Linked DNA regions of Sus scrofa: regions 1 and 2 are each linked to region 3. A link is a contact called in public targeted proximity ligation data. All regions are on one chromosome and are shown on one strand. The core of a region is the stretch at or near the end of the contact, and the rest is flanking DNA. Distances in the headings are between cores, read along the strand shown. Region 1 holds the start of MAPK8IP3 (C-Jun-amino-terminal kinase-interacting protein 3). Region 2 holds the start of GNG13 (guanine nucleotide-binding protein G(I)/G(S)/G(O) subunit gamma-13). Region 3 holds the start of UBE2I (ubiquitin conjugating enzyme E2 I).

What was found.
Region 1: a targeted proximity ligation map of alveolar macrophages shows a contact between it and region 3. A contact is called at or near these places in 1 of 5 promoter capture datasets (fetal liver) and 1 of 2 datasets of targeted methods (alveolar macrophages).
Region 2: a contact with region 3 is called in a targeted proximity ligation map of skeletal muscle, with 3 times the contacts expected there. A contact is called at or near these places in 2 of 2 datasets of targeted methods (alveolar macrophages and skeletal muscle).

The regions. Positions count from the first base shown.
Region 1 is chr3:40,240,077-40,242,800 of Sscrofa11.1, forward strand. It overlaps MAPK8IP3 (C-Jun-amino-terminal kinase-interacting protein 3), which reads right to left and starts at 1,377. Exons shown (of 32, transcript XM_021086813.1): 1 at 720-1,377. The coding sequence starts at 1,037.
Region 2 is chr3:40,996,053-40,999,062 of Sscrofa11.1, forward strand. GNG13 (guanine nucleotide-binding protein G(I)/G(S)/G(O) subunit gamma-13) reads left to right here and starts at 1,511. Exons shown (of 3, transcript XM_005662239.3): 1 at 1,511-2,833.
Region 3 is chr3:40,567,491-40,570,480 of Sscrofa11.1, forward strand. UBE2I (ubiquitin conjugating enzyme E2 I) reads right to left here and starts at 1,451. Exons shown (of 7, transcript NM_001204369.1): 1 at 1,332-1,451.

The DNA of each region.
Region 1 (2,724 bases), core at 127-2,626, 330 kb before region 3:
TCTTCTAAGTGGCTCACAAAGACATGACGTCCAATTTAGGAAGATAGAATATCTAGGACAGAATACACTCTTTCCAAATTCTCCTTTTAACTCCTCGGAAGCCACAGTGCAATTTCTCAGCCTTTTCACAGAAGCTAACAACCTCCCCAAGGGAGGGCAACGCAGGGGAAAGAAACCACCTCCATAAACTTGAGGTCTTTCACCAGGTGCCAGCGAGGCTTTGGTTCTGTGTTCATATCCATCCTTAAACTCGCCCGGGTCACAGACCTTCAAAACACCGGCCCAGAGACAAGGCACAGATCTGACAACGGACAGCCTCTGGCTGCAGAACCGTAAGATCAGAAACCTCCTTTTTCTCGGAGACTTTAAAACGGCAGCAACCTGGAGTCTAGGAAACGTTTGCGAAACACACACACAAAAGCAAAAAGACCTGGCGTTTGGGATGAGAGGTGGGTAAGGATGGGACACTGGGGCCTGAGACCCTTCGCGCTGCAAGCTCTCCCCCGTGACGCCAGGTGGTTTAGGGGTCAGGGCTCCTGGCTGGAGCAGCGGGCCGGGAGGAAGGGGGAGCCAGGGCTCAGCCCCTGGGCCCGGCGGGGGGGGTGCCCCGGGGGGCTTGGCTGGGTGGGCGGGGCGGGAGTCGGGCCCCGCCAGGGCGGGGGCTGAGGGCGGGGCCCACGGGCGGGGCGAGGGTCCCCCGCGCGGCCCGGCCCACGCACCTCTTCGGCCTGCTTGCGCAGAGCCTTCTCCCGCTCGTACTGGGTGAGCAGCTGTTCGTTGTCCTCGCGCAGTAGCTCCAGCTCCACCTCGTGCTCCTGGTTCTCGCTGAGCACGGAGTCCAGGTTCTCGAGCACGTTGACCACGAGCGGCATAAGCTCTTTGACCACCTCCTCGTCATAGCAGTGGATGAGGCGCTCGAACTCGCGGTAGATGGAGCCCGCCAGGCCCGACACCCGCTCCGACATCACCGAGCCGGAGCAGTAGTCATCCTGGTACACGACCACGCCGCCGCCCTCGTCCATCTGGATCTCCATCATCGCGGCCACCGCCGCCGCCAGCGCGGCCTGCTGTCCGCCGGCGCGTTCGCCCGCCCCGGCTGCCCGTGAGTCCGCAGGCCGCAGCCCGTCGCCTCCGCCGCAGCCGCTGTTGCCTCAGGGCTCAGCCGCTGCCGCCGCCGATGCTGATGCTGCGCCCGTCACTCAGCAGCCGGAAGTCCCGCCGCCCGGAAGTCCCGCCCTCCAGACAGCGAGGGCGGTGCCCGCCCGTCCCGCCGGCGCCCCGCCGCTAGGGGTCGCAGGTGCCCTGACGTAGGAGGAAGTCCGTCTCCGGCCGGAAGCTGGGCAGGGAACGCTTCCGGCAGGCTTGTCAGAGCCGCTGTCGGTCAGCTCCCGCGACGCTGACGGCGTAGATTTTTACCAGGGGCCGCGCGTCCGCGCAGTGTGCACAAATGCTTCCGTACGGCCTGGACTTGGGCGAGCATCCGCGTGCCCCCTCCCCCCGCCCCGAGGGAAGGGCCATTATCTTTGGGCGCCTGTCCCCTCCCTCCTGAGGTGTCCAGGATGCTGACCTGGCTGTCCTCTGACTTGCCTTTGCAGCGTCACCGCAGTACGCACGCCTACACGGTAGGTGTTCAGAGCTCTCTGCCCTTCACTTGTCCCCTCTGGGGTTCCAGTCTCATCCTAAGATCCAGCAACAAACGCTCATTTACTCCACTTCGGTGTCTTGATTTTGTGTAACTTATGCAGATTTCAGTTTCATTTCACCAATGCGTCATCTAACCCACACACTGAGTTCATTTCGATAGATATATATTTTTGTTTGGCCACACCCTCAGCGTGTGGAAGTCGCCAGGTCAGGGATAAAACCTGCACCACAGCAGTGACCGTGCCCAATCCTCAACCTGCTGTGCCACCACAGGACTCCATCTACCATTTCACTTTTTTTTTTTTCTTCATTTTTGGCCGCCCCATGGCATGTGGAGTTCCTGGGCCAGGTATCAGATCCAAGAGGCAGTCGAGACCTAAGCCACAGCTATGGCAACACCGAATCCTTAACCCACTGGCCAGGGATGGAACCTGCGTCCCAGCACTCCTGACTCCACCAATCCTGTGATGCCCCAGCAGGAACTCTTCTGTGGTTACATGTTAACTTCCACTTGTCCTATTTGATTTTCCTTAGACTCTACCAGATTTTTTTGTTGGTTTGTGATTAGGGCAGCACCCGCGGCATACGGAGGTTCCCAGGCCAGGGGTCCAATTGGAGGTACAGCTACCACCCTACACCACAGCTACAGCCACACCAGATCCAAGCCGCATCTATAACCTACACCACTGCTCACAGCAACGCTGGATCCTTAACCCACTGAGCAAGGCCAGGGTTTGAACCTGCATCCTTGTGGATCCTAGTGGGATGCGTTAGCGCTGCACCACGACGAAAACGCCTGTACTCTGCCAGTTCCCATAGGCCCTTATTTCTCCCACTTTTAGCCACCTGATTTGCATTTCCTTTCAGTGAGGTCTGAGGACACCATGAACCTAAGACTGACACTTTCAGCCTTGGCAGCCACACAGATGGCATGAATCCTGATCAAGAGCCCACTGGTGACAGCCTAGCAGCTGCCTTCCACCTGGTGTGGTGCTTCAAAGGGAGCTCAACCAGACCAGCCGGGTCCTGACCCGACTGCTGGAACCAGTGAACGTCCCTGCAGGTGACGCCCTCACACTT
Region 2 (3,010 bases), core at 261-2,760, 430 kb after region 3:
TCAGTCTGTTGTAACCCCAAAGGTCCCATGTCCACCCTGGGATGGAGTGCTGGCAGGCTGGGCCCCTGCTGTCCCCCACCAGGCCTGGGTCCTGCAGTGTAGGCCATTTGTCTTTGAGTTTCCTCACCGGAGGCCAGGCCTGTGGCCCTGGAAGGACTATGTGTAGGATCTGTCCCACCAAGGTCTGAAGAGAAGCTGCAAAGGGGAGGTGGTCTCACACGGGCCTCGTCATACCTGCACATCAGGCTGGATCTGCCGGGGCTGTGTGCTCCCTTGCTGGGGCGCCATGCGTGGAGAGCCCCGGCCTCCAGAGGACCCTGAGGGAGAACTGGCAGCAGTGGGGGTGGCGCTGGGTCACCAGTACTCCCTGCACACTGAGAAGGGACTGGGTGAGAGGCTGGCCCTGGCCCCAGCCCCTGCCCAGCAAGGCCATGGGGCAGTGTGACATCCAGACAGCACCAGGCTGCAGGTGCCACCTGGTCAAGACATGCCCTCCTCCTGCACCCCCATCCTCCTCAGAGACCTGCCCCACACCTCTGATCCTTCCTGAGCCCTAAAAGCGGCACACGGGGTCCCCAGCTCAGGGTCTCCCTGCCCCTGACCCCAGCCCGCGCTGCTGCCCCAGTCAGGACTGCAGGTGTGCAGCCGGGAGCTGCCATTTCTAGGCCAGCAAGGAGCCTTGTTGGTTCTCACCAGTAGCCCAGTTAGTGGCACTAATTTCAGAAAGGCTGCTGGTCTCCCTGGACCTGCCCTGGGTGACTGCAAGGAGGTGACAGACGGAGCACAAGTCTCACTGCTTCTGGAGTGTCCTCCTTCCACTGCGAAGCCCTGGGCCTTTGCTCGTCCCAAACCCACCCGGACCCCTGGAGAGTCGGGGGTTCAAAGTCCACCCTCCCACGAAGGTAAGAAAGAGGGGTCAGCTGGGCCCCCGGACTCACCAAGGATGAGGGCTTCACAGGCTCCTGAGAGCAGCCTGTGTCATCTCGAGCGCCGCAGGGAGCCGTGGGCTCCGTCACAGGGGGCCGCCAGGGTCAGCACAGGGACCGCTCTGAGCACCAAGGGGCCATCGGGCAGTGGGTGTGACTGGCACTCCCAGGCGGAAAACAGCACCGCTGAGTCAGAGGCCAAGATGCTCTGCCGGCCACAGCTCCCACCCGGGCCCAGGGCCCACCTGTAGGTGGCGCCATGAGGACACAGGTGTGTTCAAGCATCACCACCAAGGCCTCTTAGGTTGCTTTCAGCTGTGGTCTCGATGGAGCTCTGCTCCACGATGAGGAAATCAAACGGTGCCCACAGGAGTTCCCGTCGTGGCTCAGGGGTTAATGAACCCGACTGGCATCCAGGAGGATGTGGGTTTGATCCCTGGCCTCGTTCAGCGGGTTAAGGATCCGGCATTGCCGTGAGCTGTGGGTGTAGGTAGCAGACGTGGCTCAGATCCCGCATTGCTGTGGCTGTGACATAGGCTGGCGGCTACAGCTCCAATGAGACCCTTAGACTGGGAACCTCCACATGTCGCGGATGCAGCCCTAAAAAGACAAAAAAACGAAAGAGCAGTGCCTGCAAAGCCAGCCCCAGAGCAGGCTATGGGGCTACAGCCTCCTGGGTCACACCAGGGCTTCTCCCAGGGGGGCTCTTGGGAGGGACAGTTGGCAAGGACTGGGTGCCCATTGTGCCCACACCCTCCAAGAGGAGGTGTAGCTGGGTGGCGCAGCCCACCTGGCCTGGGTTTTGCTCCAAACCTGAGCCAGTTCTGGGGGTTCTCACCCTGCCTTGAGCCCCCACCCCATGTGAGCAGGGATCGCAGCCACAGGAGAGCCCCAGGCAGCCCAAGTGACAGGATACAGCCAGTCCCAGGGTACCCGAGGGGCCAGGAAGCGGGGTAGAGTGAAGCCAGTGGCACTGCCAGCCATCTGCCCTGAGGAGGACACTGACACCCTTGGCTCTAAGCACCCCCTCCCCCCATAAATCCATAATAAAAATAATCCCTAGTTTTCGCCACATGCCCCAGTTCCAGAAGTACCGCCTGATCCATCGTCACGCTGCCGTGCAAGGGACCCGGGGAGGCACAGCTGACCTTGTTTTATGCAAGCACAACAGTGAGCCCAGGAGCCCGAGGGGGAGGGAACACACCAACAGGTCCTGCCTTCCACGTGGGAGCAGAGCCAGGGGCCTGGGCCAGGGGCCCTAGGAAGCTGTGGGGTCCAGCCTCCGCGGGGACTGGTTGGTGAGCTGGGCCCTGCCACCCTCTGCAGCTGCCCAGTCTGCCAGCCCCTGGCCTGGGAATCGGGGTCAGGGGCCAGAACAGGAAGCAGTTCCGTATAGGTCCAGGACCCCAGTCTGGACCTCAGTGTCACACCATGGGCAGGCCAGCTCCGGACCTGTCAGTGGACACTGCTGAGGCCCTGGAGGGCACAGCATCTTGACCCATCCCCGCCTCTCCCACCTGTCCAGGTGACTCCAGCCCATGAAGGGCATGGGGGGCTGGGGTATGACCTCAGAGCTGAGTCTTTGGTACTGAACCACGTGGCAGCCCAGGAGGCCACCCAGCCCAGCCGGAGGACACCTCACTGCCCAGGGCAGGAGCTGAACCTGCACTGTCCCCAGCCGCATCTCCTATCCCCAGAGGCCGGCAGAGCGTGCCTGGCAGAGCCAGATCCCAGGAGTCAGCCCAGCCCCGAGGAGGGAGGGCAGAGGCTGGGGGCGGCGCCAGGGCTTGGCCCAGGTGGCAGGAGTAGGCGGGGCCCCTGCCTGGGCTCTGTCCGCCTGAGTGTCAGGCTCGCTCGTCCACCACTTCGCCCTCGCCATCACTGTACCCTCGCAGTCACCATCCAAGGTAGGTCTGGCGAACCCGCCCCTCGTGCTGAGCGGGAGACCAAGGCCCAGAGATCTGGGGCTTGCCCAGGTCCCACTGGGCTGACCTGGACCATCCTAACCCCAGAGGCGCCCCTGCCTGTCCATCTTCGGACAAGGGCAGTGGCTTTGCATGTCCCAAAGGGCCAGCCCGACCGGT
Region 3 (2,990 bases), core at 201-2,700:
GCCTGCAGGACAGCAGCTGGGATGTCCAGGCAGATTCTGGAAGTCTCCACGCCACCTTCCTCCAGAGTGAGCTGTGCCTGAATCCCCTCTTCTTAGATCACACGCTGCGATTTGACAGCAAAGCCTGCAGAGCCACTAACTGGCTGCACATGCGGGCGAGATGCTTCTCTCTCCCAGCCTCAGCCTTCTCAGCTGTGCGATAAGCCACAGCACTGTGAACTCACGGGTTGGCCCAGGGTGAAAGTGAGCAAGGATCAGCAGCCCAGGATGGGCCCTTCCCACCCAAACATCAGCTTCCCAGGGGGAAGGCATTTGCTTCACCTGATGCAGGCACCCTGCACTCGGGAGACTCTCCAGCCCAGGTGCACGCCCTGTTCTTGCCCGTTTCTGCAGCCAGGCCCCAAATCCCGAGCAAGACTATCGCAACAAGATGCAGAGTTCACCCCCTAAACCACCCGGCGGGCCATGAGCAAGTCAGGGAAAACTTGGGATCCACTCCCCTCTTCTGGTGGGAAGACTTCCAACCCAAAAAGTTTTCCTTAGTAGCAAGAAACGTTTGAGGTTAGGGGTCTGGAAAGGGCACCAACTCTGCAAACACAGAACAACAACTTTGCAACCCGAGGAACTAAGCTTGTTTTCAAACCACACAAACCAAACCAGTGAATTCTGTGATTGAGAGGCAGGTGCAGGCCGTTACCGCGAGCCCAGCTAATCATTCTCTGGCCTTCCTGCTCCTGGCTCAACTACCACTTCCAGCCTCCGTGCACTTGGTACAAAGCAGTCCCAGGAGGAAAATTCCCCGTCAAAGGAAGCGCGGGTGCCCAGGGTCCCACCAACTGCGGCCGAGGCTCCGGAGGCGCAAGAACTCGGACTTGTTTTGATTTACAGACACCACACACCACCCCCAAACGGGCCGGCGCTGCCGCAGCGCGAGGCTTTGCGCTCTTTGTGCGATGCGTCGTCTCCAGGGCTGGCACACGCCACAGGTTCGCGCGCAGACCGTGACCCCGGAAACGCTCCGCCTCGGCGGAGGGCTCGGCGCCCGCTCGCGCTCCTGTCAGCGCAGCCCGAGCGGCGGGCGCCGTCTGCGGCCCGGCCGCGATGCGACCCGCCCCGAGCGCGCGCCCGAGTGGACGCCCCCGCCGTCTGGGGCCGCGGAGCCCAGCGGGCCGGCCCACGCCGCGGCGTCAACACACCGGGGCAGGCCGGTTCCCGGGAGCGGGCCCGGCCGGGCCGCGGGTGGAGGGAGCCCGCCTGGCCGGGCCCGACGGCGGCGGAGGCCCCAGCCCGACAAGGCCCGGTCCCCGGCCCGCCCGTCTCGCCGCGCTCACCTCGGGCGGCCGCGGCCCGGCGAGTGAGGCGGACGAGGCGGCGGCGGCGGCGGCGGCGGCGGCGCTCCTTTGTCTCGGGACTTCCCTCCCGAGCCCGCTCCGCGCGCAGCCCGAGCGCTCGAGGACCCCGGCGCGGGCGGGGCGGGGCGGGGCCTGCGGAGTCTGCCCGCCGCGCGCCTGCCCCGCGCCCCGCCGCTGCCGCCGCACGCCCCGCGCCGTCCACGTCGCTGTGCGCCGCCCGCCGCCCGTGCCCCGCCGCCGGGCGCCCGCGCCCCGGGCCAGGCCTGGGAGCCCAGCCCCGGGGGCGGCTTTCCAGTCAGGCGGCGCCCTGGACACCTGTGCCCTTAAAGGAGCCGCGTCCCTTATGTGAGGGAGCGTCTGCAAACTCCCCTTCGCGGGGCCCGCGTCTATCCGAGGACACGCCGGCGTGCGGCGGGGCAACCAGGAGGCCGAGATCTCCAAGGGCCCCCCGGATGCCCCGCGGGCACCTCCCCGGGCACGGGTCCTGGAGGTCTCCTTGGGGCTAGGGCCCGGGGCCGGGGAGCAAAGATCATTGAGGCCTAGGGATCCCCGAAGCGTCGCAGCACGGTGACAACCCCTCGCGCGCGGCAGGCCGTGAAACTCCTTGCAATTGGCCAGTTCGGGGCTCAGGGCGGGGCGTCTGCCGAATCTGCCCAATGAGCTGACCCCGTACAAAAGGTAGCGTGGCTGCCCGACCGATGGGAGGAGAAGAGCGGACGCTCCCTAACCCAGGGCTGGCCCTGGGGGAATGAAAGGGAAAACCTGACATTACTAATGGAAAACCTCTCCAACTGCAAGTTCTGCTTCTGTAAGCCCCGCTTGCTCAGCGCCCCCCCATGATCATGTGACCACTAACAGACCCACACCTAAAGCTGGAACATTCCCTGCCGCCGGCTCCTCCAGTTCCCACTCCGGTCCACCCCTCCAAGCGTGGACCCAGAAGAACTGGCCTGTAAAAGCCTGTAGCACCCCTGTTCGGGGCCTGGGTTCTGGAGAGCAATCTTCCCCAGGCCGGCCGGGTATGAGAGCTAAATTCTCCTCCTCTCCCAGTGTCGCTTGGTTTCTCGCTGGTCGGTGCTGCACGTGGAGCTGTAACATTTCTGGAGGCCCCAGCGAGACCCCAACCGTTCTGGCCCTTTGAGCCACCGGGGCTGCGGTGAAGCTGCAGGAAGGCTGGGGAGCTCCGGAGGCGAACGAGGCGGTGCTCCACCCGACGGTATTTCGGGTCCTCCTTCGTGGCGGTGCTCCAGTCCTCCCAATGGCCGAACCCCAACCGGACTCGGTGGAGAGACGGACCAACTCCCAAGCAAGACTAGTTAAAGCTCCGGAATAAGGTAAGGCCCCGAGGCCAGTCCCCGTCAGGTCCTGCCTACTGGCAGAAGAGGAGACCTACGTCTTCCAGTCTGACGACCCCAGGAAGGGACCTCCCAAGGGGGAGGTCTGTGACGGCTGAGTGAATGCATGAGTGACTGTGGCCTGATACGATTGCATCTCAGGTTCAGTTGTGTGGCTCCACTGTTTCCACTACGGGGTCCCAGTGGGTCCTAACCTGCGGTTCCATGGTAACCTCATACGGTTTACAGCTGCGTGGGACTCTGAGGATTCTCTAACCTCCCTGCGAGTTGGATCCAGGTTCGG